Linked DNA regions of Mus musculus: regions 2, 3, 4 and 5 are each linked to region 1. Evidence: chromatin contacts called from public HiChIP or PLAC-seq and promoter capture Hi-C data. All regions are on one chromosome and are shown on one strand. Each heading gives the region's core, a stretch centred on a gene start, on an enhancer-like site or on the middle of the called end of the contact. The rest is flanking DNA. Distances are from core to core; before and after follow the strand shown. Region 1 holds the start of Ubald2 (UBA-like domain containing 2). Region 2 holds the start of Nt5c (5',3'-nucleotidase, cytosolic). Region 3 holds the start of Jpt1 (Jupiter microtubule associated homolog 1). Region 4 holds the start of Mrps7 (mitchondrial ribosomal protein S7). Region 5 holds the start of Tmem94 (transmembrane protein 94).

Region 1 (6,184 bases), core at 2,027-4,526:
TCGGGTCTGGGCTCCTAATCCAAACACGCAACAGCCATGCCAGCTCCAGATGCCAGCGGCACACTCCTAGGAGACAGGTGGGTCAGAGCCCAGGACCTACAGGGGCTAGTTCTGACCTCAAAGCTGCTTCTCCCTCAGGAGGCCAGGGAGTCCTTTCAACTTCTCCTAATTTTAGCAGCACTGGCTCCTCCCCAAGGCACAGGGCACTGGGGGTGGGGTGCTGAGACACAGGACAGGATGCTAAAGCTTTATCATTTTAGTTAAAGCAAAGCCAGAGCCTGGGGCAGGGACCCCCCCACCCCCACTGAGGCTGTGCCACATCAGCTCTTAGGGGACTCTGAACATTGTCTGCTCCAAGGCCCTGAAGGGAAGGCCTTTGGCCTTAGGCAGGTCTGGCCCCACCCAGACACTTCCCTCCTCTCATGATTCCCTGCCCACCCCCATGACTTCTCGGCAGCAGGAAACAATGAATGGGGGGTTGAGGGTGGAGGCCAGTTGCATCACAGCATCGTGACCGACTTCCCCAGTCAACCAAGCCAGAGAGGCCAGGTCTCTTCTCCAGAGAACAGCCTAGAGGGTTAAAGGGGACTGTACCCACCTGCCTGGGGGCAGCTCAGACAGGTCTCTAGGCCTACAGCATTGGTGAAAGCAAGGCTTGAACTCCATTTCCTAAAGCCCCTCCTATAATCTCAATTCTGAGCCCCTGTCATGGCCGTTTCCCCTCTCCCTACGAATGCCTTCTTGCCCCCCCCCCCTCATACAACTGAGGACCCTTATCATCTGTGACAGCCTTCCAACTGTGGCTGGCAATCTACAGGACAATCGTTTAGCAGTTATCACCACTTTGTGTTGACTTTTCTTCATATAAAGTATTTATCTGAGACAGTATGCAGCTAGATAGCCCAGGCTGACCTAGAGTTCACAGCCATCCTGCTGCCTTAACCTCCCAAGTGCTGGCTTCAATGTTTTTATTTAAGTTTTCTAATTATTTTGTCTTAAAAACTGGACTGACTCTCAGAACAGGGCTGCTGTTCCCTACTGTGCAGGCGAGGCCTCCAGCACAGGTCCCTCCTGGGTGTGCTGATTATAACGTCTGAGTTACAAAACCAGCAGTCTCCCAAGGGAAGCTTCCAAGGAGAACACACAGACTCACAGACACTCACAGACAGACACACACACACACACACACACACACACACACACAGATTGACAAAGGTGGGGGAAGGGAGGGAATCCAGTTCAAGCTGGGGCTTGCTGGCTTCCTTGTTCCAGGCCCTTCAGCATGGCTATGCTTTTCTGAATAGTCTTGTGCATAGGAAGACACTGAGCAGGATGAAAGCAGAAGACTCCCAGGTCTAGGAAGCTGGAGGTCTGGATGGCTGGATGTAGGAGGGGGTCTTGGGCATGATGAATCCCACCTGAATTTTCTAAGAGCTTGGCCGCAGTGGCTGGGGCCCACAGCATCATTCATTTTCCAATCTTACTCCAAATGTTGAGAGCTAGTTTAAACTGAGGCAGACTCTCCTTCCTGAGCATCCCCCCTCGTTTTTTGTTTGTTTTTGTTTTTTTTTTTTGTTTTTCGCGACAGGGTTTCTCTGTGTAGCCCTGTCTGTCCTGGAACTCACTCTGTAGACCAGGCTGGCCTCGAACTCAGAAATCTGCCTGCCTCTGCCTCCTGAGTGCTGGGATTAAAGGCGTGCGCCACCACGCGGGGAGGGGGGGGGGCGGCTCGTTTTTGTCAGAAGAAAAAAGTGCTGAGAACAAGATACAGCAGAAGATCCACATGTAGTCTTGTCTCCTGGGGACAAGGACACCAAAAAAAACAAAAAAGTCCAATGGCAGATCTCTTAGGGAATAATGTTTTACCACCCCTCTCCTGGGCTCAGGCCCTCCTACACGTTTGGAGCTAATAGCTAACTAGGAGTTAGAGCAGAGAAGGGATGTGCCTGGCCTCAGGAAAGCAGGGTACCCACTGGCCAGAGGGCAAAGGCTCTAGCCTGGAGCCAAGTTGGAAGAGGACAAATCCAGGCTCCAAGAACTATTTCCTGGACTGTTTTGTTTCTTAACATACTGAGATTAAAAGAAATTCTTGGCCTCACCTTAGGTATATAAATCTGTATATCCTCCATAAAGGTTATGTTCCCTGGAGGCTTTGGAAGGGCCAGCCTACCTTTGTGGGTAGAGTTGGACTTCCGGAGCCAGGGTGGATCTATCCCTCCCCTGCTTCCTGCAGCACTGGGTGGGTGGGTGGTGTGTGTGTGTGTGTGTGTGTGCACACGGCTGTGTTTGTTGCACCAAGACACAAATCCCTACCTCAGTCGTGTGTGTGTGTGTGTGTGTGTGTGTGTTTTGCATCAAGACACAAATCCCTCAGTCCCCCACCACCCCGAAGTCCCCAAAGGTCTGGTTATCCTCGAGCCCCTTCCCCATCCTCTGCTATCAGAATCGCAACATCCTGCTGGAAGCCGTCTTCCCTTCCTTCTACCCCCACCTCCCCAACACCAAGGCCCTTACACCCAGGGCACAGCGCCCAGCACAGGGCCTCAGGCCCCGATCCAGCGGCCTGGAGGCGGGTCCCAAAGTTGGGCGAGCCAGCGCCGGCCTGGGAGCGCTCTTTCCTGGAAGACATTTTGGCTCTTTGTTTACATTCGCGGCGCGCCGCTCCCCGGCAACATGGCTGTCACCGGCGCGGCTGACAGCGACCCTGCCGCACCGAGCGCCCCCTCCGCGGCCCTGGGGAACACTTACCATCTGCGGGTGGTGGTGGCTGTTGGGAATGTTGCTTTCTTGAAAGAACGTGCTTAGGGCGGTCTGCGGACAAAATACGGGACGCAGCGGCGTGAGCGAGGCCTGGCCGCCCCGGCCCCCCCCCCCCCCGCCGCGGCCCCCCTACGCGGCCCCCGGCTCCCACGCGCGCTCCCGACCCCGGCCCGGTGCACACCTCGAACTGCCAGTGCGCCGCTTGCAGCAGCTGCTGCGCCTGATCGGCCGCGCAGCCCGCGGCCAGCACGAACTGGTTGATCATGACCTGGTGCCGCAGCTCGTCCGTGTTCACCGACATGGCGCTGGGCGGCCGCCCCGGGCTCACGCTCGCAGCTCCGCCGCCGCCCGGCGAATGTTGTGGTTCGGCTCGCGCGGCCGCGCCGACGCCGCAAACAACAGCGCGGGGCGGGGCCGCCAGGCCCAACGTTCGGGGGCCGTGAGCCGACGCCGCTGATTGGCCCACGCGCAGCCCAGCCAGCCGCCGGCTCCCACACGGACGTTCGATTCGAATCCTGCGGCGGGCCCGGCCGCTCTGTTTCTCTCCTCGCCTGGCCGCGCCCATTGGCGGAGTCGGTGCCGCGGGGGCACCCCGGCATTGGCCAGCCTCCGTGTTTTGGCTCCTCCGAGTTGGTGGTTGGCTGGGGCCGCCATCGGGAGGCGGGGCGTGATGCGCTGATTGGCCTACCGTAGGCCTGTTTGAACTCAACTCGAAAACCCTGACCGCGTTCTGATTGGTGGAGGTCATCAGTGTTTGCTGTTGTAGGCGTGGGGGTGGTGCTGGCCAAGTTCATTCATTACTTCATTGAAACTGAACATGCTCAGCTGGAAAAGCAAGACGGAGTGGCTTTGACTCATTTCCTCTGAAAGATGTGGTCATCTCGAGAAACAGAACGATCAAAATAGAAAACACACAGAACCTTCGCAGCTACTCGACTCTCAAGAGTATTTAAATTTTTAAATAGCTTCTAAACAGTCTCTCTTAAAAAAAAAAGAAAAGAAAAAGAAAACTTTTGAAACATGGCAGACAGATCCTGGGTTCAATTTCTTAACACCACAAAACAAAACAAAACAAAACAACACAAAAGAACCAGGCGTAGTGACCACATGGTTTTAATTTCAGGGCTCAGTGGGAGGTAGAGGCATTCGGATAGCTCTGAGTTCGAGGCCAGTCTTGCCTACATGGTGAGTTAGTTCCAGGACAGCCAGCAGGGCTACATAGAGAAACTCTCCAAACACACACACACACACACACACACACACACACACACACACACACACACACACGGGGGTGGGGGGGAATAGCCAGTGCCAGGGCATGCTTTGCATAATCCAGCCTCGGGGTTTAAAAACCTTATGCTTTAAAAAAAAAAAAAAAAAAAAAAGTACCTGTTTTCAGCATGAAGACATTTTCTTTGTCATTATTCCCTGATCAAGAGGACATTGATACATCTATTCACATGAAACTTACATTGTATTGGGTATTAAAGTGACCTAAAGATGATTTAAGGTACACAAGATGGTGAAGTTGGCTGGTAGGAAAAAATGACACATGGTATAAGAGCCCCACTTATCCAAGGATTCTAGACCATGGGGAGCGGGCAGGAACTGTTTCCACCCTGATCTGGAGGATCGGATTGGGAATTTACTGTGAAGGCTCCTGTTTCAGGAAGACATATACTGTTTTTCATCAGAACTAATTACAGCGAAGGTTCTAACTAGTTAGGGTGTGCAGAACAGAAGGACAGAACAGAAGAAAGCAAACCTCACTTCTATTTCTTTGCCAGTGAAGGCAGAGGCAGTGAGAGTCGCTTTCCATGGTGTGGGTGTAAAACCAGACTGGGGTTGACAAACTTGGCAGCAAGCGCCTTTACTCACTGAACTCTTTTTATTTTACCTAAAAGGACTAAATGTTCTCTTTAAGAGAACTTGCCCGTTTTTTAGAAAGTATCTAGCTAAGAATAAGGTTACAACTGATGTTTGCACACCAATGAATGCACAGCTGGCTGGAGAGCTCTCCTAGCCTACCAGAAGCCCCGGCTACCTCCCCAGCTCCACAAGAAGAGAACAAAAAGCTTTGGGCGCAAGGATGAGTTAATCTTGTTTCTTTTGTCTTCTGTTTTGTTTGTTTGTTTTGAAGGGGTAGGAGTACTATAATTATCTTTAGATATCCCCAAAACGCCCACGGGCTGAGGCTGTAAGTGTGCCTGGGAAGTCAAGTATAGACCCCCCCCCCCCAGCCGTGTTTCAGGGTCCCCTAAAGCTGTTGACACTCAACTTCTTTTATGTAGCATAGCATAACACAGCATAGCGTTTGTACATAACCCCTACACAGCCTCATATATTGTACATAACCTCTAAAATGCCTTATAATACCTAATAGAACGTAAGCACTAATAGTTGTACTGTATTGTTCAAGAAATAGGGAGGGGAAATCTGTGCATGTTTAAAAAAAGAAAAAAGTCTGTACCGATACAATTTTCTGTCCTGATATTATTTTATCACGGGTTGCTTGAATGCAGAGATGTGGTTGTGTAGGCTAGGTGGCCCCTGTAGAGTTTCAAGGTCTTTCCCTGCTCCCCCAAGGTAACTGCAAAGTGAAAATACAAAGGCACAGCCAGCAGCCTGCACTTCCAGGGATCTCGGGCCAAGAGCTGCCCTAGAACAAGGAAGCACTGTCATTGTGGGCTGCAGGTATTCACAAGTACCTACAGGTGTCCAGCATGCCGGGGCGGTGAGTAGCAAAGTCGACTTTGGACACAGACATTTTAAGAGAACGTGCCTATAGCCTCCAGGTCTTCATTAAAAAGTTCCCACACCCGCTACTATGGGGGTACATGAAGGTCTGTAATTCCCAGCATCTGGGTGGTTGAGGCGGGAGGATTAGGACTTGTAGGCTAGCCTAGGCTATGTAAAGAATTATCCAGCTCTCAAGGAAGATAAAAACTGAAAAATCTGTTGTTTCCTGGACATTAAGGCAACTAATCTCTAAGGATCAGCTAATGTTTACCCGGTGCAAGACCCAGCTGTGGACTGCTGGGAAGAGCGGGCAAGCCTCCTAAGCCTGAGGGGCTGGAGCTCAGGTGATCTTCTGTGGGCGAAGGTCATCCCAAGAGGAGGCAGGAAGAGCTCCAGAAATAAGCGTGTGATCTGTGGTCCTGACAGGTGGAAGGGCTTAATCAATACTTAAGGCTTCTGAGAATCTGGTTGAAGATGAATGGCTAGGAGCCGAAGGAGCACCACTGAGCCCCTACCCCCCCACTCCCCGGGCTCGGGGCTCCGGGGCGGGGCTCGGGGGCTCCGGGGCTCCTGGGCGGGAGCGGGGAAGAATGGATGAGGTCATGTTTGTTGAGGACTTTGAGCTGTGGAGATGAAAGCGAATCAAGTGCAAGGTATTATTAACCGAAGGTGTTATTATCTTAAT
Region 2 (6,184 bases), core at 985-3,484, 940 kb after region 1:
CTCCACGGCCTTGAAGCTTGATGGCCTCTGAATGCTTGCAAGTGGCGCACAGATATTCACGTGAGGGGGCAGAGGTGGAGGCAGAGGTATCTGGAATTAGTGGCAAGCCCAGGTAGGGAGTGAATTTGAGGCAAACTTGGATGCATAAAACCCTGTTGCAGCCGGGCGTGGTGGCGCACGCCTTTAATTCCAGCACTCGGGAGGCAGAGGCAGGTGGATTTCTGAGTTCGAGGCCAGCCTGGTCTACAAAGTGAGCTCCAGGACAGCCAGGGCTATACAGAGAAACCCTGTCTCAAAAAAACAAAAACAAAAACAAAAACAACAACAACAAAAAAAACCCTGTTGCAAAAAAAGTAAGGGGTGTGTGTCCAGGAGATGTTGGGAGAAGCCTGAGTTAAATAGGGTAAAGATACAATATGTATGGGATACAATATGTATGTATGGGATTCTCAGAATATTTTAAAAGTTACTGAAAGGGCAGGAGAGAAAAAACAGCAGATGAACTTTAACTCAGTTTATGTGAAAATTGGTTTGGCTTAGTGAAAATTCAGTCCCTAAGTAAGAATTCACCGGGATATGTTGTTGTTGGTTTGTTTTACCAGTTTTGTTTGCTTTTTTGTGTTTTTAAAAAAAATGTTTATAAGGAAAAAAACAAAAAATAAATAAAAATAAAAAGAATAAAGGAAGAAAAGAAAAAAATTGTTTATTTTATTTTTTTAAAAGGTTCTATATTTTATTACTAGACAAACACCCTAATTTAAGACATGAGCAAGTCTCCAGGTTAAAAATGTTGAAATCTGTCTGGTAGGACTGATTGCTGACCACAACTCAGTATAAACCCTCAGTCTTGCCATTGTGTGAATCCTTACAGACCCAGCTTTGTTCTCCTCCAGTGTCTTCTAAGAGAAGAGTTGAACCTGACGTTGTTACCAGTTTTCATCCGGATCCACTGAGGAATGGGGCGATTTTGCTTTTGTTTCTTGGCCAGGAATCGCTTGATTCGGAAAGTCTTGTGAGAAGACATGGCAAGAAGCCGAATCAGGCGTAATGCGCAGGATGGCAGAGGAAAGGAGAACCGAATCAGGCGTAATGCGCAGGATGGCAGAGGAAAGGAGAAGAGCTTTTTTTATTTTTAATTTCATTTATATGAGTACACTGTAGCTGTCTTTAGACACACCCGAAGAAGGCATCAGATCCCATTACAGATGGTTGTGAGCCACCATGTGGTTGCTGGGATTTGAACTCAGAACCCGGGGAAGAGCAGTCTGTACTCTTAACCGATGCTGAGCCATCTCTGCAGCCCAAATTTGTTTAAGATAAGGTCTTCACTAAGTAGCTCTGGCTGTCTTGGAACTCAGAGGTCTGCCTCCTGGGTGTGAGGATTAAAAATGTGCGCCACTACACTCTGCTCCTTTGTTGTTTTAAACTGGCTTTTCTTCAAGTGAGATGTCGGGCTCCATGCTGACAAACTTCTGCCATGGGTTAGAAGTCATGTCTTATCGGGGTGTAGCAGTGCCCACCTTTAAACCCAGCACATGGAAGGCAGAAGCAGGCAAACCTCGGGGAGTTTGAAGCCAGTCTGGTTCACAGAGTTTCAGGACAGCCAGGGCTATGTGGAGAAACCCTGAGTCGGGGGTGGGGGGGGAGTCATTACTCAAATCTGCATTTATAGGTTGGAAAATTGATGTGATGTCGCCATTGACTCTGAAATCTACAAGAATAAGTTGTGTCTCTGTGTGTGAACGCTTAACATTTTCTAGAGGGACATACAAGTTTTCGATTCTACCGGAGACCTCGGGTCCACAGGAAAAAGTAGTGGACGCAGATTGAAAACAATGTTACTGTTTCAAACCAAGTCTGGCTTATGAGTCCGGTCTCTTGAGAGCCCAGCTCATGCCCAGCTCATGCCCACGGTTGTCTTTAAGGGGTCCTTCTCATCCCTTGAACTGGGAGACTCACGATCCTGTCAGCTTCCAGCCTGGACAAACATGGGAGAGGCAAAGGATGCATTCAGCATGCGAAGCAGGTTCCCCATTGCCAAGAAAGTATTTCGGATCTTAGAGGTTATGGGAGAGGGATTCTGATGCTGCACATGAGCGGCAGCCCCGTAAGGGACGCAATGCCATCCTGGGCACCTGGTTGGCCACTCTGTGCAAATGAACAAAGTCCGGCCCGCCCCTACCCCGGTCCCGGAAGCTTGTTTCCGGGTCTGGCATCTTCCGTGCTTGCCGCTGTGCTCTGCGGAGACACCGGGCGTGGCAATGGCGGTGAAGCGGCCCGTGCGCGTGCTGGTGGACATGGACGGCGTGCTAGCTGATTTCGAGTCCGGCCTCCTGCAGGGTTTTCGCCGCCGCTTTCCCGAGGAACCGCACGTGCCGCTGGAACAGCGCCGGGGCTTCCTCGCCAACGAGCAGTACGGAGCTCTGAGGCCGGACCTGGCGGTAGGAGACCCGATGGGGAACCTCTAGGCTGAGTTCTCTTCTAGGCAGCCAAGCTGTGCGAATCCACAGTTCACCCCCGAACCAGAAAGCTTGAAAGGGTACACACACACACACACACACACACACACACACACTAGAACCGAGGTCTCCTGCAGAATCTTTGTGTGTGTGTGTGTCCTCTTTGGGGCTCCCCCTACTGGAAAGCAGGAGCGGGACCAAGATCTCTCTCTTTCAGGAAAAAGTGGCCAGTGTGTATGAATCTCCAGGCTTTTTCCTAAACTTGGAGCCCATCCCTGGGGCCTTGGACGCTTTGCGAGAGATGAACGACATGAAAGAGTAAGGAGGGTGAGGAGGGGGCGGCGGGAAGACGGCCAGTGCCCCAGGCCTAACTGCACCCCTTCTCCGCAGCACCGAGGTCTTCATCTGCACCACCCCACTGCTGAAGTACGACCACTGTGTGGGCGAGAAGGTGCCGGCGCCTGCGCTGATTTAAAAAAATAAACCAGAAAATGGGGGCTGGGTGAAAGGGGTCCCGCGTGTTTGAGGGCTAGTCCCACTTAAGCCCCCATGCCTTACTTATCTTGCATTCTGAGCCTAGCAAGTTCCACTGACCTCTCCCCACCCCTCCCGCCTATACAGTACCGCTGGGTGGAGCAGAACCTGGGGCCAGAGTTTGTGGAGCGGATTATCTTGACTAGGGACAAGACGGTGGTCATGGGAGACCTGCTCATTGATGACAAAGACAACATTCAAGGTTGGGCCAGCCAGTTAACCTTGACAACCCCCAGGCATCTGGCCTGCTGGGATTAAGGAGGAGTAAAAATGACCCAATTACAGAGCGCACGCTGTCTTTACTGCCCAGGCCTAGAGGAGACCCCAAGCTGGGAGCACATCTTGTTCACCTGCTGCCACAATCAGCACCTGGCCCTGCCCCCCACCAGGAGACGGCTGCTTTCCTGGAGTGACAACTGGAGGGGGATCATTGAGAGCAAGCGAGCCAGCCTGTGAAGGACCCTGAGGTGGACAGGACCCTGCCTGGACAGGTGACTTTCTTTAATCAGGGAGCCACTTGAACAGACTGCTTTCCGGCTCCTCCCAGGAGGCCTACACGGGAAAGAAGGAGACTAGCACACAAATACAGTGGAGAAAATCAGGAGGTTTTTAATAAAAATAAAAACCAAACGCGAGGCTTTGGATCTTTGATGCTCCTTTTCCTTTTCAGCTCAGGATGGGAGCGGGAGCCTTCCTTCATCCAGTGGCTGTACGACAGCCCCTCTCCAGCCCTTGTAGATCTCCTTCCTCAGCTTTCGTTGTCCATCTGAGGGGGGACAATGCTGAGTGATCAGGGCCCCCATTTTCCCTAAACTCCACTTCCTGTCAGGACTGCTCTTCGCTTATCCCCTAATTCCATTTTTTCTTCTCAGTGGCAGAGGAGGGCGGGGTAACCAGTTACAGGAGCTCGTTAGACTCTATCGGACCTTTGTGGTCAGGAACTCACTAGGTGGACCAGACTCATCGCTATCCCGCTCCTGTCTCTCAAGGGATTAGATTAGAGGTTGGGCCGCCATGGTCCCCTGACATTAGTTTCTAGGTGTCTTTATGGAAGGTCTGCATCTGAGTCCTGAGGGGTTGACAGTACCTACTGGAGGCTTGTGGCTCCTGAGAGAATGGCAGGAAGCAGACTGGGATAGCCCATGAAAGGTTCATGTTCAGGGCTCCCACCCAAGTGTCAGAAGATCTGACCCATAGGCAAAGGGGGCCAGAGCAACTCTTTTGAAAAGACAGGGATGCCACACTTGGCAGCTGGCACATGAGTGGTCCACAGCCTGGTAAAACAGAAGTCACTGTCTTGCTGTCTAACCCAAGGATCCTATGTAGGGCCTCTCCAGAGAGACAAGGCATGCCCGGGTGCCCTCAGTTCTCCTTCATTCTGCTCTCACACCTGTAGGGCCTTGTTCTTCATGCCCAATGGCCATTTAGTTAACACTCATTAAGCTGTGACACCCAAGGGAAGACACTTCACCTCTGCATTCCTCTTAGGGCGCCTCGCAGAGAGCAGGGCTGTGTGGATAGTTGTTTCTGTTCTGCAGAGCTCTCCAAGTCAATGCTACCATGCCCAGATACTCAGCCTCAACACGGGAGGAGTCAACCCACGGCATTTCCCCAGACAATAAGGCTGATTGATCTCTAGCCATCAAAATTACTCTGGACACTCATGGTACTGGCCACTCTCCCAGGGGCACAGCTTCTTACACGAGGGCATTAGCTGGGCACTGGGGGCAGCAGAGGTGGTGGTCTGTCTGTAGTTTATTGATTGCCAGTCCATGAAAGCCATACCAGCTTTGGTTCTCCTCTAAGCATCTCAAGTCTGGCTTCGTCCCTCCTCCTGTTTTCCCTGGATGCAAACGCCTGTCATGCCAAGACTGCAGCTTGCATGCAGCTGAACAAGCACCACTTTGCGCAGGATGGGCTCAGGATGCTATTAGCCTTCTGCTTCCTATACCTGTGGCAGGATCTTTAAGTGTCCTTGGGTCAGGGCTGCTGTGGGGCCTCAGTCTTTGGCAGTGGGATCCCCAGGGCAGAATGGGCCTGCTGGCTGTGGGCCTCAGCCACCTGGCTCGGCGAGCAGAAGTCCTCTAGGAATATCTGGGCCAGGTTCCGGAGCCGTGTGCTGGCAGAGATGGAGAAGCGCAGCATGCACTGGACCACGGGCAGGGAGGTCAGCTCGGGATGGGAGCGGGAGCCTGGCGAGCTCAGGTACATGAGAGTGGTGACAGCAGACAGCACCGTCTCCTCGTCAGGACTGGACAGGCAGCCGATGATGAGCGGGAGGCCCCCCGCCTGCAGGACGTGCTCCTTGTTGGCCTTGTCCGCGCACAGGTTGCAGAGCCCCCCTGGAGAGAGGCAAAGGTGGATGAGCCGGGTGCCTGGGTTCTGGTTTTCCTCTGTCTCGCCTCCCAGCCTCTCTCTGGCTAGTGAGTCCTGAGGAAGCACTTGGGCCTGGGGAGAAGTCTGCCTGTGGACAGGGACTGCAAGGTCACCAAGACCCAGTCCTCTGCCAAGGCTTCAGGAGTCCACCCTGGGAGTCACCCTGACTTCTGTCCCCAGCATCAGCCCTCCCCCAAAAGGATAGTGAGAAAGAAAAAGAAACCAGAAACCTCACGACATGCTAAGTCTAAGTAAATTACAGCAAGCTCATTGGATAAAAAATACCATGTAGAGCTTAAAAATAATGTCTCCAGGCTAGATAAGTGGCTCAACAGCTAAGACAGTGTATGGCCCTGGCAGAGGACCTGAGTTTGATCCCCAGGACCCCCAGTGGATAGCATGAATTCCAGCTTCAGGGGGTATTAAACCCCTTCTGGCCTCTGTGGACATCTGTATTCACGTGCACTCGTACACACACACACACACACACACACTATTAAAATGAAAGGTAGTGTCTTCAGGAGAGTTTTGGGGGCTAGCTTTGAGAAAGACTTGCTCTGAAGCCTAGGTTTGCCTGGAATAGTGTCCCACCCTGGCCTCCTGAGTGCTGGGTTATATATAGGCTTGCCCTAAAACACCAATATAAAAGTCTGCTTTCACCGCTAGGCATGGCTACATCCCTGTCTCAAAGACAAAACAAGCGGGGTAGAGAGATGGCTCAGTGTCTAAGAATACTTCCTGCTCTCCTTGAGGACACAAGTTCTGTTCCCAGGACCCACACCAGGCAGCTCTGAACCACTGGTAACTCCAGCTCC
Region 3 (6,184 bases), core at 1,275-3,774, 920 kb after region 1:
GTCTTGAACTGAGATTCTCCTACTTCTGTCTTCAGAGTGCTGGGATTAAAGGTGGGCTCTACCACTGGCTGAAAGATTAATATTAAAGAGATTCCAGTCTTTCCCAGAAATGTTGGCACGGGCCTTTACTGGGAGGCAGAGGCAGACAGATCTCTATGAGCTTAAAGGAAGCCTGGTCAACAAAGGGGATTCCAGGGCTGGTGAGATGGCTCAGTGGGTAAGAGCACCCGACTGCTCTTCCAAAGGTCTGGAGTTCAAATCCCAGCAACCACATGGTGGCTCACAACCATCCGTAATGAGATCTGATGTCTTCTTCTGGTGTGTCTGAAGACAGCTACAGTGTACTTACAAATAAATAAATCTTAAAAAAAAAAATTTTAAAAAACAAAGGGAATTCCAGGACAGCAGGGCTACGTAGATAACACAGAGAACAAAACAAAACCCCTGGAATTTCAGCACTTTTTCTGTTACGGACTCTTTAAGATTGCTTCATTAGGTTTCCCAGTCCAGCCTGGTCTTCAGAGTGAGTTCCAGGACAGCCAGGGCTACACAGAGAAACCCTGTCTCAAAAAAAAAAAAAAAAAAAAAAAGATTGTCCTAAACTGGACAGTGGTGGCGCACGCCTTTAATCCCAGCACTCTGGAGGCAGAGGCAGGTGGATTTTTGAGTTCAAAGCCAGCCTGGTCTACAGAGTGAGTTCCAGGACAGCCAGGGCTACACAGAGAAACCAAAAAAAGAAAAAAAAGAAAAAAGAAAGAAAGAAAAGAAAGAAGGAAAGAAAGATTGTCCTAGTGGTGAAAGGTCTCATTCATCTCCACCCAGAAGCATGGAAAGCTGAAGGCTTATTTGGGGCGTGGAGAAAACATTGTTATTTCCTACACGTTGGTCAGGTTAAAGAGCGGATTTACGGTTTTTGTTAGCCATCTACCCTGCATAGTGGCACTGCCCTATATTGCCAGGAGTAGGGAGGAGTGCTGGTGTAACCAAACATTGGGACGGTACTAAAGCATCGGCAGCGGGATGTGGGGTGATGGTGTAGCACAGGCTAATCCAGTTAGCGCAGGCTAATCCAGGAATTCTTTTCATTTGTTTCTGTTTTTTTTTTTTTTCCTAGACGGGGGGGTAGGGGTGAGGGTGGGTGGGGTGGGTGGGTGGGGGGGTGGGGGTGGGGTGGGGGGGGAGTTCTCTGTGTAACATCTTTGGCTGTCCTAGACTCTTCTGCCTCCTTAGTGCTGGGTTCAAAGGTGTAGACCACTGTGTGCCCCCCGCCCTTTTTGAGGCTAAGAAATCTTGCTTCTGCCTCCAGGGTGCTGGGATTAGGGGTGTGCAGCACCCCCACCTCGGACCTTAAAAAAAAAAAATTCCCTCTCCAACACGGTTTCTCTGTGTAACTCTGGCTAGCCTAGAACTCGGAGATCCACCTGCCTCTGACTCCTGAGTTGGTGCTGGGACTAAAGGATTAAAGGCATGTGCTACATCGCCTGGCAAAAGATTTACGTTGTGTACATGTGTGTGCCTGCATGTAACTGCCCAGGTCAGGGAACTGGAGCTACAGTTTGGAGCTGCCCTGTGAGTGCTGGCAACTGAACCTAGGTCCTCTGCAGTACTAGCATATGGCCTTAACACGACATCCCTTCTCTCTTTCCTGCTTTCCTTCTCTGCCTCCCCCTCATTTCTTTTTGACAGGGTCTCACTGTTTAGACCAGACTGGCTTGAAACTCAAAGTGATCCTCCTGCCTCAGTCTCCCAAGTTAAGGCATTGCAGGGAAGTGCCGACACATCCTGCTGAGGTAGCTTTCTATTTAGGTAGCTAGGTAGTGTGTATGTGTGTGTGTGTGTGTGTCTCAGTGCGTGGGTGCGTGGAGGTCAGAGGTTCAAGAGTTGGGTATCCGAAATAATCAAACTCAGAGCTGAAATCAACCAAGTAGAAACAAAAAGAACTATACAAAGAATCAACAAAACCAGGAACTGGTTCTTTGAGAAAATCAACAAGATAGATAAACCCCTGGCCAGACTAACTATAAGGGACAGAGACAGTATCCAAATTAATAAAATCAGAAATGAAGACATAATAACGAAGTATATCTTAAAATAATTATTCTGCTTGTTGAGTATTAACAGTTGAAAATATTAAAATCATGTTCTACAAAAAAAAAAAGAGAGTTGGGTCTCTTACACGTTGTGGGTCCTGGAGATTGAACACGGGTTGTCATGCTGGGTGGCAAGGGCTTTTCCTTATGAGCCACCTCGACAGCCCCTCAAGTAACTTTTTAAAGTGACCGTGAACACTTGAGCACCACCAGATTGTCGAGGGCGTGGAGGAGGGGAGACCACAGCGGCCTTTCTCTGTACAGGAAGGGGGCGGGGCTTAGGCCGAGCCGTCTCCCGCGCAGCCCGTCCTGACGCCGATCTATGATTAGCACTGTAGCTAACCAATAGAAATGAAGAGATCTTTTTAAATTGCCCAATGGCGGCATGTGGAGGGTGGGCCCTATTGGCTCTATAAAATGGGAGTCCGGCGAGCCCCGCGGCGGTAGAAGCTCGTGGAGCCCTGGTGGTTTAGCTTTTGGAGTCGTCTGCGCCTGTTGGTCCCAGTCCCCCTTGGCGTTTTCAGGGCCAGCCTACCTCGCCCCTTGGCGCCATGACCACTACCACTACCTTTAAGGGTGTGGACCCTAACAGCAGGAACAGCTCCCGGTAAGGCGACAGGGTAGGGCTCGAGCCCTCCAGGGCTTGTGGGGACCGCGGGGCGTTGGTGGTAACGGGCCGGGAGCACCGCGCTCGCGCCCGGGGGAGGGTGGCAGAGTAAGGAGTGGGCGCCGCTTTGTGCGGCAGGACTGCCTCGGCTTGTGGCCCCGCCCCAGTCGTCCCTTCTATTCATTTCTCCCCGGTAACGACAGCTGAGGGGGACTGTGGGTGGCGGCCCTTTGCCGTACGGCAGGTTGGAGTCGGTGAGAGTGTGCGGGAGGATCTTCTTTCAGCCACCCGCGGCGACACTGGTCGGGTCCAGGATGGTGGGCTTGGTCTCCCAGGAGCCCAAGGAGCCTGCAGGGCCCTGGGCCCATTGTCCCACATGAGGGCCATGCGCTCCCGCTTCTGGCTCGGGCGTGTGCTGGCCCCGGCCTTGGGCGCTGCGAGCAAATCTGAGCACTGATCCGGCTGGTCTGCAGGCTCTTTTCCTCGTGGTGGCCCGCCGGGGTGTCCGTGTCTGCGCAGCAGGTGCACCTCTGGTAGGGCGGGGCTGGTCATCCCCTCCCTCCACTTCCAGCCCTGGACAGGAGCTCTCTTATCAAAGTGCCTCCCTGCGCCTAACAAAGGAGAGATCGGGTCTCCTCCCCCTCCCCACGCCCACCTCCGAATGCGCGGGGCCGTGAGCCTGCTCAAATGGGTTTTCTGCGCTCAGGTCCTCGGACCTCTGCCCTTCCATGTCGCCTTCTTTACTTCTCCCATTGACTTTGGCCGAATGAGTTCACCCCAGAGCAGGCTTCTCTTGGAGGAGGAGGTTGTCTGTGCTTGGGCGGGGCTAGGGAGCCATCCATTGTCTCTCCAGTAGTATGTAGTATCCCTTCCTGGAAGCTGGGATCTTGCTTGTCCCCAGTACACTGCATTTTGGGAGGAGCTCTGTGACTGGACTGGGACCCGTTTCCTACCCCTCACTTAACTTGGTGAAGATATTTTGTTCAGCGGAGGGAGTCCATCTACATCGTCTCAGCTAGTGGCACACAGTCCCTTAAGTTGGCTTTCAGGCATCTCTTTGATCTTCCCAAAGGCTTGGTTCCATGTTCTCTGGCCATGTATTTTCCATTGATGATGACCCACAGTTGAGTGTGACCAAGCCTTGGGGTCCCGACCAAGTGGCACAAAAGGGAGCCATTTTGTGGGGCTAAGAAGGCAGCGTGGAACAGCAGTGTCTCTCACAGGGGCTTGACAACTTGCTGACAAAAAGCAGCCTCCTTGAGTAGTCTTATGAGGAAGCTGGGGCAGCTACAGACTGCTTTCAGTTTCAGGAAGTAGTAAAAGAATTGGTGTGATGGAAGGGAACTGAAGGGGTCAGCGCTTACAGGGCGGGGCAGAACTGGAGATTAGACCTAGGAGACTGGGTCACTCCCTCTTGTTGTCATCCTTCAAATGAGGTAATTTGTTACAAAGGACACAGGGACAGATTGAGCCCTGGGTTTTTGTTTTGTGTGATGAGGCCAACTTTTCCTGGTCTGACACTGGTTCCTGGCAAGACAATGTGTAATCTGGGTTTTATTTTTTGGGACTCAAAGCTCAGCTCCAGGCTTTGTAGAGCATTTCAGAGCCCAGGGCCTTTCATGCGTGCTTGACATGAGACAAATACAACGTGTTTGCAGCCTCCTTTGCCACTGCTTGCCCTCCAGTGTTGGTGCTAAGGTTCTCCCCGACTCCTGAAATCTGACCAATTCTCTTCACCCCCTTTCTTCAGTAATATGCTTGCTCTGCAGCCTCAGTGGTGAATGCTGTGCTGGGGTGATGGGAGTCGGGATGGAAGAAAGGAGTTAATTTTTAAATTGCTGTCTGTGCTATGACATTTTTGGGTCTTAACTCAGCAACCTTGAAGCAGTTACTATCTATGTGGTTCAAAAAGAAAGAGTCCAAAGCACAGCTGAAGTACTTTGTCTTGCAAGCAAATCCTTTGTTTGGGAACCGCTCTCTGTTTCAGATGGTCTCTATAACGCTGACGTCATTGGGGAGGTAGTACCTGCTATCATAGTACCAGTAAAAGTTGGACTAGGCAGGTTTGGCAGATTTGTAAGCTAGCTGGGTGCTAGTGCTCCCCACCCTTGTTTTTTCTTGGCCAAGTCCACTAGGGTTCTGAAGAATTCCATGGGCTTTTAATTCCACTTAGCCATGAAAGCCTCCCTCTCTGGGGATTGAGGGAGGACAAAGAGGCACGTTGGAGTTGATTCTAATATTTCAAGTGTTTTCAGTCATTTAAGGTAAAAATTCAAAACAGTTCTACCCAGTAAGAAAGAACCTGTAGAGCTGGAGATGTGGTGGTTTGTCCGTAGCCTGGGCAAGACGCTGGGTTCTGCCCCCAGCAGCTCCCCACTTCCCTTCCCCCCTAAAAAATCACCCCAGAATTTATCTATACCTTTAGTAGTAATTTAAACAACTTAATTACCTGGGAACCTGGTTGGGGGGTGTGAGCCTGTTATACCGGCACTAGGGAGGCAGGAGTGGGAGGGTGGCAAGTATATACCATAACACATTTATCTTGATTTATATAATGAATAGAGCTGGTTTTGTCTGTGTGTGTGTATGGGATCTCAGCCATGTGGCTTTTCACTGGCCTGGATTAGCCAGCCTAGGTTAGCCTCCAACTTGTGCCCTTCTTGAGTCTCCTGAGTGCCGAGATTAAAAGGCACCCATGGACATAGTTTTAGATGTTTAATGGTTGTTTGTTTGTTTGTTTGGAGACAGCATCTCACTGTGTGGCCTCAGCTGCTGGCCTAGTGTGTAGAACAGGCTGGCCTCAGTCTCACTGAGATCTACTTGCCTCTGCCTCTGGTGTAGTGGGATTTAAGGCGTGGTCCTCATAGCCAGCAGACAAGCACATGTGTTTATCTTCAGGGACAGACACATGGAGTTACTTTAAGGTTTTCTTGTTTTCTAGCCCTGGACTGTCTTTCTTCTGTAGGCCTCTGCCTTCCTCCTAGGCTGTGACATTAGTGTCTCAGTAAGATGCGATGCTCAGGCCTGGAGAGTATTATGGGTATGCATGTCTGTGTGTGGATGTGAGTTGCAGATACCTGAGAGGGCAGAGGCATCCAATCCTCTGGAGTTACAGGGAGTTAGGAGCCACTTGATGTGGGTCCTAGGATCTGAACTCTGGTCCCTTCAAGAACTCTGGTCCTCTTACTGCTGAGAACTCCGTTTTTCTAGTTGATGTCATTGTGTGCCCCCATTTCTTTAAAAAAAAAATCTTTCTAAATTCATTTTTATTTTATGTATATGAGTGTTTTGCCTGAAACCACATGCCTGCCTGGTCCTCAGGCCAGAAAAGGGTGTCAAATACTTTGGACCTGAAGTTGTAGATGCTCGTGAGCCACATGTCAGTGCTGGGACTCGGATCTGAGTCCTGCAAGAGCAGCCAGGCAGCTTTCTTAACCTCCACGCCATCTCTTCTGCCCTTCTCCCTCCTGCAAAAGAGTGGTTCGTT
Region 4 (6,184 bases), core at 2,561-5,060, 830 kb after region 1:
GGGTTTTCTAATAAATCTTTTCTGAAACCAAACTGCGTATTTCCATAGCATCCAAAGGTGTACCCCAAGCCAAAGGAAGAGGTCTTTTTACTTATGAGTCCACTGCAGCTGTCTTCAGACACACATCAGAAGAGGGCGTCAGAGCCCATTACAGGTGGTGTGAGCCACCATGTGGTTGCTGGGAACTGAACTCAGGACCTCTGGAAGAACAGCCAGTACTCCTCCTCCCCCCCCCCCCCTCCAGCTAAAGACCGAACCCAGGGCCTTGTGCTTGCTAGGCAAGTGCTCTGCCACTGAGCTAAATCACCAACCCCAACAGCCAGTACTCTTAACCACTGAGCTCTCTCTCCAGCCCCAGAGGTCTTTATTCTAGTCCAGATTGGACCTGAGTTTCTTGCAGGAAATCTCTGAGACACATTCTGTCTTTGAGAGGTTGGAGGGGGGGAGCAGGGGAACCAATTTGGATTACCAGATAACACGTGGTCCTTTGAGTGCATCTCACTGTGTGAGAGGCAGTTTTGCTCAAGTTGTGGCCAACTTCTAGCCAGCATGGAGAATCAAAGACTCACAGAATGGAAGACTGCATTACAAACAGCACTCTCCGTCCTTAACTTCCAGAACTTTCCAACAGGACAGCAGGAGCTCAACATTTATTAGTGGTACTGTACGTATAGATGTTTTGTCTGCACCTATGTCTGTATACCATGTGCACGCCTGGTGCCCAGAGGTCAGAAGGTATCGAAACCTTTGGAACAGGAGTTACAGGTGGTCAGTGAGCCTCCGTGTGAGTGCTGGGAATCAAACCAGGTCCTTTGGAAAGAGCAGTGAGTGCCTTTAACCACTGAGCCACCTCTCCAGCCGTCGGGTGGTTTCTCGTGGCAGTGTGTCCTTTCCCACCTCTCCTCTCCTGCTACCACCAGCGGTAGTGGGCCAGGGCACGGTTGGCCTCTGCCATCTTATGCATATTGTGCTTCCTCTTGATCACGGGACCCCGGTTATGAAAAGCCTCCAGCAGCTCATGTGACAGTTTCTCTGGCATAAGTGTCCGCCGCGGTTTATTCTCTCGGCACTCTGTGATCATCCACTTCATGGCCAGGAAGCGCCGACGTCGGTCAGCGAGAGGCACGGGGACCTGGACAGAGGCAAGCTGAAGTTGATTTGCGCCTGACAGAGTTACCATGTACTGTCTCTGTGCTATTTCTAGGATGGGCCCTGAGCACAGAGCTGACTTTCTTGTATCTCAGAAACCTGTGTCTAAGGAACATTCACGTAATAAACACTGAGCACTTTCCTTCAGCAGCAGAAGCTTTGTCGAGTTGACATAAGCAGCAACTGGGAAAATCCTGCTGCCTGAGCCAAGCCAGCTACTTCAGATCAAAGGTGCCTAAGAATGCAGTACAGGAACCGCTTGCCTGGCACCCACTTCAGGCCACACACCAAAGACACCGGGAAAAAAATCCCCTGGTCTTAGCTGCTGATATTAAAGGGGAAAATGACCTAATAGAGTAATATTAAGTAGTTAACCGCTGAGATAGGGACCACTACTTCAGTTCAGTGATGATGCATGGTCATGGGTCCAGGACTAGCCCAGACAATGGCAGGTAAGCACAGTCCTTTACCAAGAGTTCAAAGCTTAGGCTACACAGGACACTGGACATTTTGTCCTCTACCTATGGCATTTACACGGTGGGCCTCAGACAAGCAGATTCTGACAGTCCCCAATTTCTAGGGTTATTATACTTGGCCTAACTCTGGGCACTCCCGTCACACACTCCCACCCCGACCCGTCTCACACACAGGCTCCCCACTCACCTGGTAGAAATGGCCCCCTTTGAGGATCGGCACCAACCCAATCACAGGCTCACAGTTTTTGAGTGCCTCGTGGAAGATCCTGTAGGGGTTCCGTTCAATGGTGGCCTGTTCCTCCGCAGAGGCAGCACGGTACTTTTCAAACTGCTTCCTTTTCACAGCTTCCAGAGTCTGCAAGAGACGGAAGAGGCTGCTCGGGCCCTAAGTTTAACCAGCTCACCTGGGAGTGCTGCACACTCATGACTGCACGGGGCGCTGGAGGCAGGAGAGTCAGGAGGTGAAGGTTATCCTCAGGTGCACAGCAAGCTCAGGCTAGACTGTGTTCCACGAGACCCTCTTTCAGGAAAGCCAGAGTTTAAGTGCCTCCTGCTCTGCTAGACCATGACCCCAAGAACAGGCCGAGATTATTTGTTCTTGTTTTGAGACAGGGTTTTCCTGTGTAGTCCTGGCTGTCCTGGAATTCACTGTGCAGATCACGTTGGCCTCAAACTCACAGAGATCCACCTGCCTCTGCTTCCCAAATGCTGGGATTAAAAGTGTGAACTACCACCACCCAGGCAAGAACTTTTTTTTTTAATGTTGACAGAATGGGAAACTTCTGGGGACTCTGTGTAGCTCTGGCCGGGGTGAAACTAGCTTTTGACCATCCTGGCCTCAAACTTTTCCCAACTCTGCCTCTTTTATTGTTAGGTTGTCCCCCCACCCCACCCCAAGACTGGATCTTAATATACAGCTCTGGCTGTCTGGAACTCAGAGATCTGCCTACCTCTGGCTCTGTTTTGATTGTTTTTAAGACAGGATCTCACTAAGTAGCTCTGTTCCAGAACTCACTCTGTAGCTCAAGCAGGCCTGACTTATCTCTGCTTCTCGAGTGCTGGATTCAAATGCCTTCTCCAGCGATGGGATTTGAGGTGGGCACCACCAATCTCAGATCTTGGAAATTTTAATGGCAGGAATAGAAACCTGTTTTCTAGTTTTGAAGCCATGGTGTAAAACGCAGACACCAAGCCTGAGGGAAAAGAAAGACAAGCTGAAGAGGAAGAAGCGGCCTTACCTGAGCCATGAGAGACCGGGCCAGAACTTTGTTGCCTCCCTTCATCATCATGTTGGTGAATTTGCTTCAAGGAGAAAAACATGGTTAGCTTTCCCGGGCTGTACTCCGGATCCCTCAGCAGAAAACTGCCCCAGGTGAGTTCCAGCCCACAGCAGAGGAGCATTTGCGCCAAACCTGATGACCGGGTCTGCGAACACCGAGCTGGTTTCAGTCGCGGCCGCAGCTTTGATAAACTGGGTTTTCTTGAGCTCCTGGTCATACTTCTCCTCTTCGGTGAGTTCCGCCACCGGCTTGCGGTAATATTCCTTGTCAATCAAGGGCTCCCGGAATTCGGGGGCATAGCGGCTCCCCCTCACCTGTGTGAGCCTGGGAGTGGGGCGAGGAGGAAGCAGACAGAACCCTACGGGTGAATCTGTGACTCCACAAAAGTGAACAAGCTTGACTTAACAGTAAGCCGCAAGTGCCATCACGCTGACGAGGGACGGTGGCGCTGGGACCGCCTGCTAACCTGACAGCAGTTCTGACCCTTGTCCCAAGAGGTAGGCAGCCCCCACCCCGAAACTGGCCACTGTTCCGTCGCAAGCCAGTTCTCCGATCTCTAGCAGGGCCGCACTCTCGGCTCCGGGTAGAACCGATCTAGGTCATCCCGGCCTGTCAGGCATAGGACAGGGTACTAAGCCCCCAAACCGGCCCGTTTAATGGCTGGAGTCAGCCATCTCGGCGCCCCGAGTTAGTGCCCTCCCGCGCCAGAACTCAGCGCAGCTCGCCTGCGGCTTCTTTCCTTTCCCCAGGTCCTCCCGTGAAGGTCCGAGCGGCGGTCCCGGCTACGCGCTGCCTTCTCACCCTGGAAGGTTCCAGACGGCGCACCTCACTCCCAGGGCCAGCCCGGACCAGCGAAGCGGAGCGCGCAGCGCGGGGGCAGCCATCTTGGCCGCTGTCAGGACCTCGGAGGGCTGCCCACAGCGCGCCTGCGTGAGTGAGCGACAGGACACGGATGAGAGCCTGCGCACTTTCCTCGGGCGTGGGTTTCCCTTCAGAGGTTCCCTCTGAGGAAGAAGCGAAGACACATCCTCGCCCTCGCGGCCTCCGACGCGGTCCGGCGCGCCCGTGGACCGCAGCCCTCGGCGCGCTCAGGCCCCCATGCGGGCCCCGCCCCCGCCCTGCTCGCGCAGAACCTCGCGAGGCTTGAGGGCGCAGGGCCGGACCGGGCGGCTGCAATATGGCGGAGGCGGAAGGGGAGAGCCTGGAGTCCTGGCTGAGTGAGTATCCGGGGCCGCCTCTACCTGACCTCCAACCACGGGCCTGCCTCCTCCCTCCCTGCGCCATCCCCTCCGCCGCGGCGGCCCGCGGCAGTCCACACCCGGCGTCGCCTCGCGGCGAGCATCCGGCGCTCACACCCCTTGCGAGCAGCGGCCCTTCCCCGCCGCGCGTCCTCAGGCTCCCGCGGGTGACACCTGCAGCGCGAGATCCTGCAGGCCCGGAAAGCGACACCCGGGCGCCTTGGGCTGACAGGCGGGCGTCGTGGGGAGGTTGAGGTGGGGCTGCACCCAGCCTGTGCTCTGGGACCGGGCATTGGACAGGTCCCTCGGGGAGGGTTGAGCGGTGCCACGCCGCACACACAACACAGCTGGCAGCTTCCAGAGTGGGACCATCCTCAGTGAGGATGCTGGAAGTGAGAATTCATTTCCAAAGCGCGACTACAGGGAACAATATACCACGAAGCGTGCTAAATATGTACTGAAGGAACACACATGCGCGCACACACACACACATATATGCACGCACTCATTTTAACGAGATAACCCGCTCTTGAGTAACTCAAAAAACAATGACTGCTGCTATATCGACGTGTTGCTATCTTTACTAATTTGTACATTGCTCCAAAGGAATAAGGTTTAACGTTAGCGGACAGTTCATCCAGGTTATTTAGTAAGGGTTAATAAGGCTGGTTAATCACGCCTTATCAAGGGTCAATAAATTAACTTTACTAAGGGCTAGCCCCGGGAGAGCCTCTGAAATGGAGACGAATCAGGTAAGACGTCTTTGTAGAGCCCTGAGCTGGAAATCCTTTACGGAATACAGTTGTCTCTTTGATGTCTTGAGTGTTGTTCCTAGAGGCATGGCCTTCCTTAAGAACTACTGTTCAGGAGATTGAAATTAGCTTTAAGGGAAGCTACATCCCAAAAGAAAAGTAAGATCACAGTTGCAGTGTCTGATGTTTGCGGGCAGGGCATAGAGCCATCTCCCTATATGTGACAGTTCTCTGGGGAGTGTACAGTGCTGGATTACAGGCATTGGCTAAAATCATTTACCCAAGGATCCCAGTGTCCAGTCAGCTGTGTATAGACCAGGCTGGCCTCGAACTCACTGAGATCCTCCTGCCCCTGCCTCCCCAGTGCTAGGATTAAAGGTGTGCACCACCACGCCCAGCTCCCCTTCTTGAAAGATGAAAATAATTGGAATTGTAGACCCAGTATCTCACTTAATGAAACAGGTTCTGTGGCCACAATTCAAAGAGGACATTCTGCCTCCACTCAGACCGTTTTCCTGGAACCGTGTGACTGGGTAATAGCCAGAGCAGAATTGATTCACCACACAGACGGTAACAGGAAAAATGGAGTAGTATAAATGACCTAAGCTGCGCTAAGCAGGGTTGACTTAGGTGTTTTGTCTTTGTGAGACAGAGTCTCAGGACGCCAAGGCTGGCCTTAAACGCCTGCTCTTTCTGCTCTATCTAGAACTGCTGGGATTTCACCGTCTGACTAGACAGTGTGACTTATACCAGTCCGTTGAACCAGTCAGTGCCATCTTTGTGAAGGTCCTTGTCACCTCCGGTTTGCCTGAATTACTGCAGCAGCCTCTCCTTGGTCCACTCTGCATGCTGTTCCCAAGAGAGCAGTTATAGCTTACCACCATTCCAGGGCTGCCACCCCACTACCCTCCTCCCAGTCTGTCTCTGGCCATTACCTGCCTTTTCCTTTGATGGCCTGGTGATGCTTTTCCCACCAGCACACACTGTTCTCATTAACCCTGAAGCCCTCTTATCCCTTGCTTAGTTATGTGCTTCAAACCTATCTCAGAATATCCTTCCTTACAAACCATCTCTTGATGACTTCAGCTCTCTCTCGAGGCCCGCTTGGCACATTCAGCTAGTGTTTAGCAAGTAGTGAGTCTATTTTAGCCAGGCATAGTAGTGCACACCTTTAATCCCAGCACTCGGAAAACAGGCAGGCAGATCTCTGTAAGTTCAAAGCTAGCCTGGTCTATAGAGTGAGTTGCAGGACAGCCAGAACTACACGGTGAAACCCTGTCTGGAAAAGA
Region 5 (6,184 bases), core at 2,475-4,974, 670 kb after region 1:
AGCCTGCCAAGGCCAGGGGTGGCAGCAGTGCCTTTGATCCCAGCACTCAGGAGGCAAAAGCTGGCAAGTCTCTGAGTCTGAGGCCAACTGGGTCTGCAGAGTAAGTTTCATCAGGACAGCCCAGGTCTGTGCACAAGAGATCCTGTCTTGAAAAAAACCAACCAAACAAAAACCTTAAAACACATCTAGCACGTGAGCCAGCTAGATGGTATTTTATCCGGAAAGACTCCAAGGCAATGTCACAGACATTTGTACGCCCATGTTGACCAATACTGTTCAAAAACAGCTGAGTTGAGGACCAGTGACCAAGAGCAGGAAAAGGGGGGAGATTGGGCTACATGGACACAAGGGCATTTGTTTTTTCAGCCCTTAAGAACAAAGTTATATCGTTTGCAGGAAAATGGCTATAACTAGAGAGAATCATTACGTGAATTAAGCCAGTCTCAAATACTGTATTTTTCTCTCATTCTTAGCTCCTAAATTTTACATAGATATAAAAATCACACATACATGCATACACGCACACACGCACGCACGCACGCGAGATATGAAAAGAGAAGCAAAAGTATCCAGGGCAGTGGCTCTCAACTTGTGTGTCTCGATCCCCATATCAGATGTTTACATTGCAGTCATGAAGTAGCAACAAAATAATGTTATGGTTGGGTCACCACAGCATGAGGAAGGCTGAGAACCACTGCTCTAGAGAACAAAGGACATAAGTGTGAGAGGGGGATGGGGAAGGGCGGGGCTGGGGGGGTTGCTCAATCTATGACAGACACTTATTTGAACTCATCCTTATGTGACACAAGGTTAGGTACAATGAATTTATACAGTGAAATATACATATATTGGATTTTCAAGACAGGGTCTCTCTGTGTAGCCCTAGCTATTCTGGAAACTTGCTTTCAAGACCAGGCTGGCCTTGAACTCACAGAGATCTGCCTGCTTCTGCCTCCCAAGTACTGGGATTAAAGGCATACACCACCACCACCACACAGTTTACAGTGAACATTTCAATAAGAAAAATATCAAACTGTAGGGAGGTGTCAGGGCCTTCAAAACAAGCTAAAGGAATTGAGCTGTCACAAGGAACAATCACATGATCTCTCTTATATGAGTTTTCTAGAACATTCAAAAACAACAGAGACAGAAAATGTAATGTGGGGCTGGAGAGATGGCTCAGCGGTTAAGAGCACTGACTGCTCTTCCAGAGGACCTGAGTTCAAATCCCAGCAACCACATGGTGGCTCACAACCATCTGTTATGGGATCTGATGCCCTTTTCTAGAGTGTCTGAAGACAGCTACAGTGTGCTTACATATAATAAATAAATCTTTAGAAATGGGTGGCAGTGGTGGTCTTACAATAACACAAATGTACTAACTGCCACAGATCTTGTGCTAAGTCTCAGGAAATGCATTATTTCACCACTACTAAAAAGAAAAACCCAGCAAACTCTGGCTCTGCCTAACATTCCCAAAGCGGTGCTGCTGTCTTTTGAGTTTGCTGCAGCCCAGGGCAGGTTTATACGCCTCTGTGTCTCTCATCAATAACGTCTTTCCTCGTTTCCCGGTAGGTTCTGAGAACTTCCCGCAAAGGAAGGCTGCTTAGCACAAGAGTCTTCTTCCAGTGGATCCCGAAATTATAAAAACCGAGATCACACGATTATGTTAAAACTCTATCAGTGGCCGGACAGTGATGGAGCACGCCTTTAATCCCAGCACTCGGGAGGCAGAGGCAGGAGGATCTCTGACTTCGAGGCCAGCCTGGTCTACAAAGTGAGTTCCAGGACAGCCAGGGCTACACAGAGAAACCCTGTCTTGAAAAAACAAAAACCAAAAACAACTCCATAGTGAGATGTACCAGGGTTAGGGAGGAGAGAGCGTCAAGGTTGGGTTGAAATCTGGCCCTTTCCCTCCTTCCCACACCATGTGACCAGCACTGTTTACTACCAAGCCGGCAGCCGCAGGCCAAGCTGATGATTATACAAACCCCTGATCACCAAACCACAATGGCTGAGTCTTCTGGAAGGAAAACTTTCCGATTCTGCAGCGGCCTAACCTTTACTTCACTTAAGCCCGCCTGCAAACTAGACTTTCAAACCCTATTACAGAAACTTATCTTTTCAGCCATGGAAGACAGCGCAGTGAACAGAACACAGACACAATAGCAACGGAATAAAAACCACCGACACGGGGTTACCGGTTACCGCAAGGTGCAGTGGGAGACCAGGAGCCTTCTCACTCGGAAATCAGGGGTGTCCTTAGAGGCCCCGAAGGTCTTTCCAGCTCACTGACCACGACAGGTTAAATAATACCTAGCGTGTCGGCAGTAAGCATCTGACTGCTGTATAGAAATTGATTCTGGAGTCCAATTTAGGGGAAAGGAGCAGGGAGGAGCACAAGGACTGTGACCTTTATTGCTAATTCGTTCTTCAGGAGGTAAGCCTTCCAAACGGTTGAGGTTGACTCTCTTCCCTGGGAGCTGGCACTTCCTAGCCACTTAAAATAGAAATGTCAAGTGTTTTCTGATTTCTTTCCCTCTTGTGGCCTGGCCAGCCTCCTGCCTGTCTTCTAACCATCTATTGAGGTCTTATACCAAGTGGAATGTGCAGAGGCGGGCGTTCAAGGGCAGTTACCTCTCAAACTACCTGGGGGTACTGATTATCAAAGAGGTAGCTTGTTAATGCAGTGCTCGCCAGACTCTAGGTTCCCCTGCTTGTAATTCTGCCAAGAGAGAAGTGACAGCGAATACAGCCGGTGACATTCCACTGCAGAGTGTCCGGGGACTCTGTCTGAACTGCTAATTCGTTCTCCAGGATGAGCCTACACTGTACAATGGTCTGACTCTGAAAGTGACCGTCAAACTTTTCTATTCCCTCCGTCACTCTTATTTGTTGTTGCTTTAGGTACTGAACCTTCCCCCAAGGCTTTTAACTGTAGGGTTTCGCGGTAGGGAAAAAACAGGGAAACTGCTTTACAGAACTGCAAAGGCTGTGGTGCTACGCTGGCTTCCGAAGCATCTTTATGTGACTCTAAAATCGGGGAAGCACGCCCCAACTGCAACATCGCAGCCTTGCACTGAACTGGAAGTCCCTCGCAGTGTCTAGCAGGCGGGCGGGTGCAGAGATCCCGTCCACTCCGGGCGGCGAGCACAGCGCGCGCTGTGGCAGAAAACCGCCTTTATTTGGGCCGGGGACACCCAGGGGCCTACAAATAAACACTCGTGGCATCAGGATTGGCAGTCGCTGGCCCGGGGCCCAGCCACGGCGGACCTGGGCCAAGGGTTCTTTGTTGGACACAACCTTTATTTCTGACGTGGGACCCCGGCAAGGGGCAAGCCAGGACAGAGAGGGGACATGAGAAAACGAAAACAAACAAACCAAAAAACCCTTGAGGACGTGAGGGAAGGAGCCGGCCCGGAGTTGCAGGCAGGCGCCGGCCGGCCCCTCTCCTCCAGCACAGAGAGACACCCCCTTTGGTGCCACTTGCTAGGTGCACACCCCAGGCGCTCCTCGCCTCGGGTAGGAACTCAGAGGGCGCAGCAGGCCGAGCCCCACGCCCCCTTGCTCCCCACTTCGGGCCGCGGGCCTTCTCGTACTTACCGGGGCCCCCTCGGACGGTCTTCCTCGCCCGCGTCCTCACCCCTCCCTGCCCCCTCCTCACTTCACCTCCCCGCCTCCAGGGGCCGCAGCCATGTCCGTTGTGGGCAACTCTGAGGAGGCTTGCCGCCTTCCCCCAGCAACAGACGCGCAGGCCAACAAGCCAAAGATCCCGACGCTGATTGGTTGAAATTCGAGGTAGGCGGAAGATTCTGATTTGTTATTGGCTGTTTGGTGCGCTCAGCTGTAACCTCCACCGCCCCTCCGGGAGCCTGGCGGAATTGTGTGATTGTTACTCTAAAGCGATCCGGGGAAGCCTGGGTCCTATCTCCGGCACGAAGCTCCCGCGTTTTTAGCGCTATAGAACCAGACTAGAGGCAATCATACAATTTCCTCCCCATTAGTTTACCCACTAAATTTTTCTAGAGCCATGGTCAGGTGATACCTTCTGCCCTTTATTATTTTTTAATGAGGCCCTTGAAAAATCGCCTTATCTGTATTTTCTTCAATTCTTCCTTAATCTTTAAAAGTCCCTCAGTACTAATATTATGGACCAACCAAAGCTGGAGAATCTAAAGCAATACTGTTATTTCACCCTCAGTTCATTTGAAATCTAAAAGGAAAAACAAGCTTGAAAACAACTTTTTTTTTCTAGACTAATTAGAGAAATCGCTTGGGAACCCTCTCTTGGGAAAACAAAATAAGCCTGTGTCAGTATTTACTTCCATTTTCCCAGAGATCTAAGTCTGGAAGGGTTGCTTTTAGAAAAAAAAAAAAAAAGTTTTTTTTTCTGTTTATGAAGTCAGAAAGGGTCATATCTGGTCCTGGGAAAAAAGAGCCCCTTCCTTATAATAATGAATTTAATCATGCGATTACAATCCCTCTTTTCGGCTAGACAAGAAGCCATTTTACTGATTTAACTCTGTTTAAACCAGTTCAGCTGTTACCTTGAACACTCATAGAACCTTGGCACAAACCTTCAACACAAACATCTGTAGTTTATCACTACAGATGGAGAAGTCCAAATCTCTCCACATAACCATAGATGCTCATAACATGATGGAGATAGCCACATAGCCACTTTCAGGGCTCATTGCCACATGGACTCACTACAGTCTTAAACATGCTGGAGTACTTTGTTCAGTAGCTCTCTGAGCTTTTACATTTCTTTGCAGCTAATAACAGCCAAAATGCAGCCAGGCAGTGGTGGCACACGCCTTTAATCCCAGCACTTAGGAGGCAGAGGCAGGAGGATTTCTGAGTTTGAGGCCAGCCTGGTCTACAGAGTGAGTTCCAGGCCAGCCAGGGCTACACAGAGAAACCCTGTCTCAAAACAAACAAACAAAACCCCCAGCCAATATGCAAATACATGCCCGTGTGAAACTTTAGCCCAAACACTCCCTTCCCATGCTGCTTCCCTGTCTGTTGCACAGAACTGGTTAGTTACCTGGGTCTGGGGTCTTTCTACTTCATTCCACAAAACCTGGAGCCCTTGGGGAATCCTGCCTTAGTTAAGGTTACGCTTGCTGTGATAAAACACCATGATCAAAGAAGCATGAGGGAGGGAAGGCTTTATTCAGCTCACACTTTGGTTCATCCTCAAGGAAGTCAAGATAAGAACTCAGTCAGGACAAGAAAAACTGAGCAGGAACCTGGTGGCAGGAGCTGATGCAGAAGCCATGGGGAGGGGCCACTCACTGGCTTGCTCCCCGGGGCTTGCTCAGCCTTTCTTACAGAACCCAGGACCACCAGCCCAGGGATGGCCCCACCCACAGTAGGCCCTCACCCAAATGTCCTAAGGCTTGCCTACACCCAGATCTTACGGGGCAATTTTTTATTTTTTTATTTTTATTGTTTTTGTAAAAAGTTATTTGTGGGGCTATTTTCTGAATTGAGCTTCCCCCCTTTCTGATGACTCTAGCTTGTGTCACGTTGACATAAGACTAGCCCATACAGGGGCTGGTGAGATGGCTTAGTGGGTAAGAGCACTGACTGCTCTACTGAAGGTCCTGAGTTCAAATCCCAGCAACCACATGGTGGCTCACAACCGTCTGTAATGAGACCTGACGCCCTCTTCTGGTGCACCTGAAGACAGCTGCAGTGTACTTATATATATATAACAATAAATAAATCTTTGGGCCAGAGTGAGTGAGCAAGCGAGGGAGCAGGGACTGAGCGAGCAGAGTTGACCAGAGCAAGCAGAGGTCCTAAAAAATTCAACTCCCAACAACCACATGAAGGCTCACAACCATCTATACAGCTACAGTTTACTCATACACATAAAATAAAATAAATAAATCTTTAAAAAAAAAAAAAGTCTAGCCCATACAACTGAGCCCTTGACTCACAAACACATCAGTTTTCAGTTAGAACCTTGCCTTTCTTGTTTATCCCCAAGATGGCATGTTACCAATATCAAAATATAAAACATAAATAACCTCCAATACCCTATAGTCCTTACAAATTCAAACACATTAAAACTTCATTCTCGGGGCTGGTGAGCTGGCTCAGTGGTTAAGAGTGCCGACTGCTCTTCCAAAGGTCCTGAGTTCAAATCCCAGCAACCACATGGTGGCTCACAAAC

What was found. Promoter capture Hi-C pulls out the DNA fragments that hold promoters and counts their contacts. HiChIP or PLAC-seq counts read pairs in DNA pulled down with a chosen protein or histone mark.
Region 2: an H3K4me3 HiChIP or PLAC-seq map of bone marrow-derived macrophages shows a contact between it and region 1, with 6 times the contacts expected there. The contact joins the promoter of Nt5c here to the promoter of Ubald2 in region 1. A contact is called at or near these places in 3 of 39 promoter capture datasets (hippocampal neurons and liver) and 1 of 115 datasets of contacts at active chromatin or transcription factors (bone marrow-derived macrophages).
Region 3: a contact with region 1 is called in a FOXA1 HiChIP or PLAC-seq map of pancreatic cancer cells. The contact joins the promoter of Jpt1 here to the promoter of Ubald2 in region 1. A contact is called at or near these places in 2 of 39 promoter capture datasets (cranial neural crest and liver) and 3 of 115 datasets of contacts at active chromatin or transcription factors (memory CD8 T cells, microglia and pancreatic cancer cells).
Region 4: a contact with region 1 is called in a FOXA1 HiChIP or PLAC-seq map of pancreatic cancer cells. The contact joins the promoter of Mrps7 here to the promoter of Ubald2 in region 1. A contact is called at or near these places in 3 of 39 promoter capture datasets (hippocampal neurons, liver and pre-B cells) and 2 of 115 datasets of contacts at active chromatin or transcription factors (bone marrow-derived macrophages and pancreatic cancer cells).
Region 5: a promoter capture Hi-C map of liver shows a contact between it and region 1, with 5 times the contacts expected there. The contact joins the promoter of Tmem94 here to the promoter of Ubald2 in region 1. A contact is called at or near these places in 3 of 39 promoter capture datasets (the 3T3-L1 cell line and liver), 1 of 484 Hi-C or Micro-C datasets (embryonic stem cells) and 1 of 115 datasets of contacts at active chromatin or transcription factors (pancreatic cancer cells).

Annotation. Positions count from the first base shown.
Region 1 is chr11:116,431,186-116,437,369 of GRCm38.p6, reverse strand. Ubald2 (UBA-like domain containing 2) reads right to left here and starts at 3,276. Exons shown (of 3, transcript NM_176902.3): 1 at 2,942-3,276; 2 at 2,749-2,811. The coding sequence starts at 3,061.
Region 2 is chr11:115,487,864-115,494,047 of GRCm38.p6, reverse strand. It overlaps Nt5c (5',3'-nucleotidase, cytosolic), which reads left to right and starts at 2,234. Exons shown (of 5, transcript NM_015807.1): 1 at 2,234-2,441; 2 at 2,677-2,777; 3 at 2,850-2,910; 4 at 3,081-3,195; 5 at 3,304-3,623. The coding sequence starts at 2,262. The coding sequence ends at 3,449. It overlaps Armc7 (armadillo repeat containing 7), which reads right to left. Exons shown (of 3, transcript NM_177778.5): 3 at 3,582-5,335. The coding sequence ends at 4,974. It also overlaps the pseudogene Gm11694.
Region 3 is chr11:115,510,733-115,516,916 of GRCm38.p6, reverse strand. It overlaps Jpt1 (Jupiter microtubule associated homolog 1), which reads left to right and starts at 2,524. Exons shown (of 5, transcript NM_008258.2): 1 at 2,524-2,697. The coding sequence starts at 2,642.
Region 4 is chr11:115,601,766-115,607,949 of GRCm38.p6, reverse strand. It overlaps Mrps7 (mitchondrial ribosomal protein S7), which reads right to left and starts at 3,810. Exons shown (of 5, transcript NM_025305.3): 1 at 3,707-3,810; 2 at 3,038-3,229; 3 at 2,864-2,927; 4 at 1,813-1,980; 5 at 1-1,132. The coding sequence starts at 3,789. The coding sequence ends at 911. It overlaps Gga3 (golgi associated, gamma adaptin ear containing, ARF binding protein 3), which reads left to right and starts at 4,034. Exons shown (of 17, transcript NM_173048.3): 1 at 4,034-4,122. The coding sequence starts at 4,083. It overlaps Mif4gd (MIF4G domain containing), which reads left to right. Exons shown (of 6, transcript NM_001243584.1): 6 at 1-32. It also overlaps the pseudogene Gm25364.
Region 5 is chr11:115,762,973-115,769,156 of GRCm38.p6, reverse strand. It overlaps Tmem94 (transmembrane protein 94), which reads right to left and starts at 3,724. Exons shown (of 32, transcript NM_028014.3): 1 at 3,604-3,724.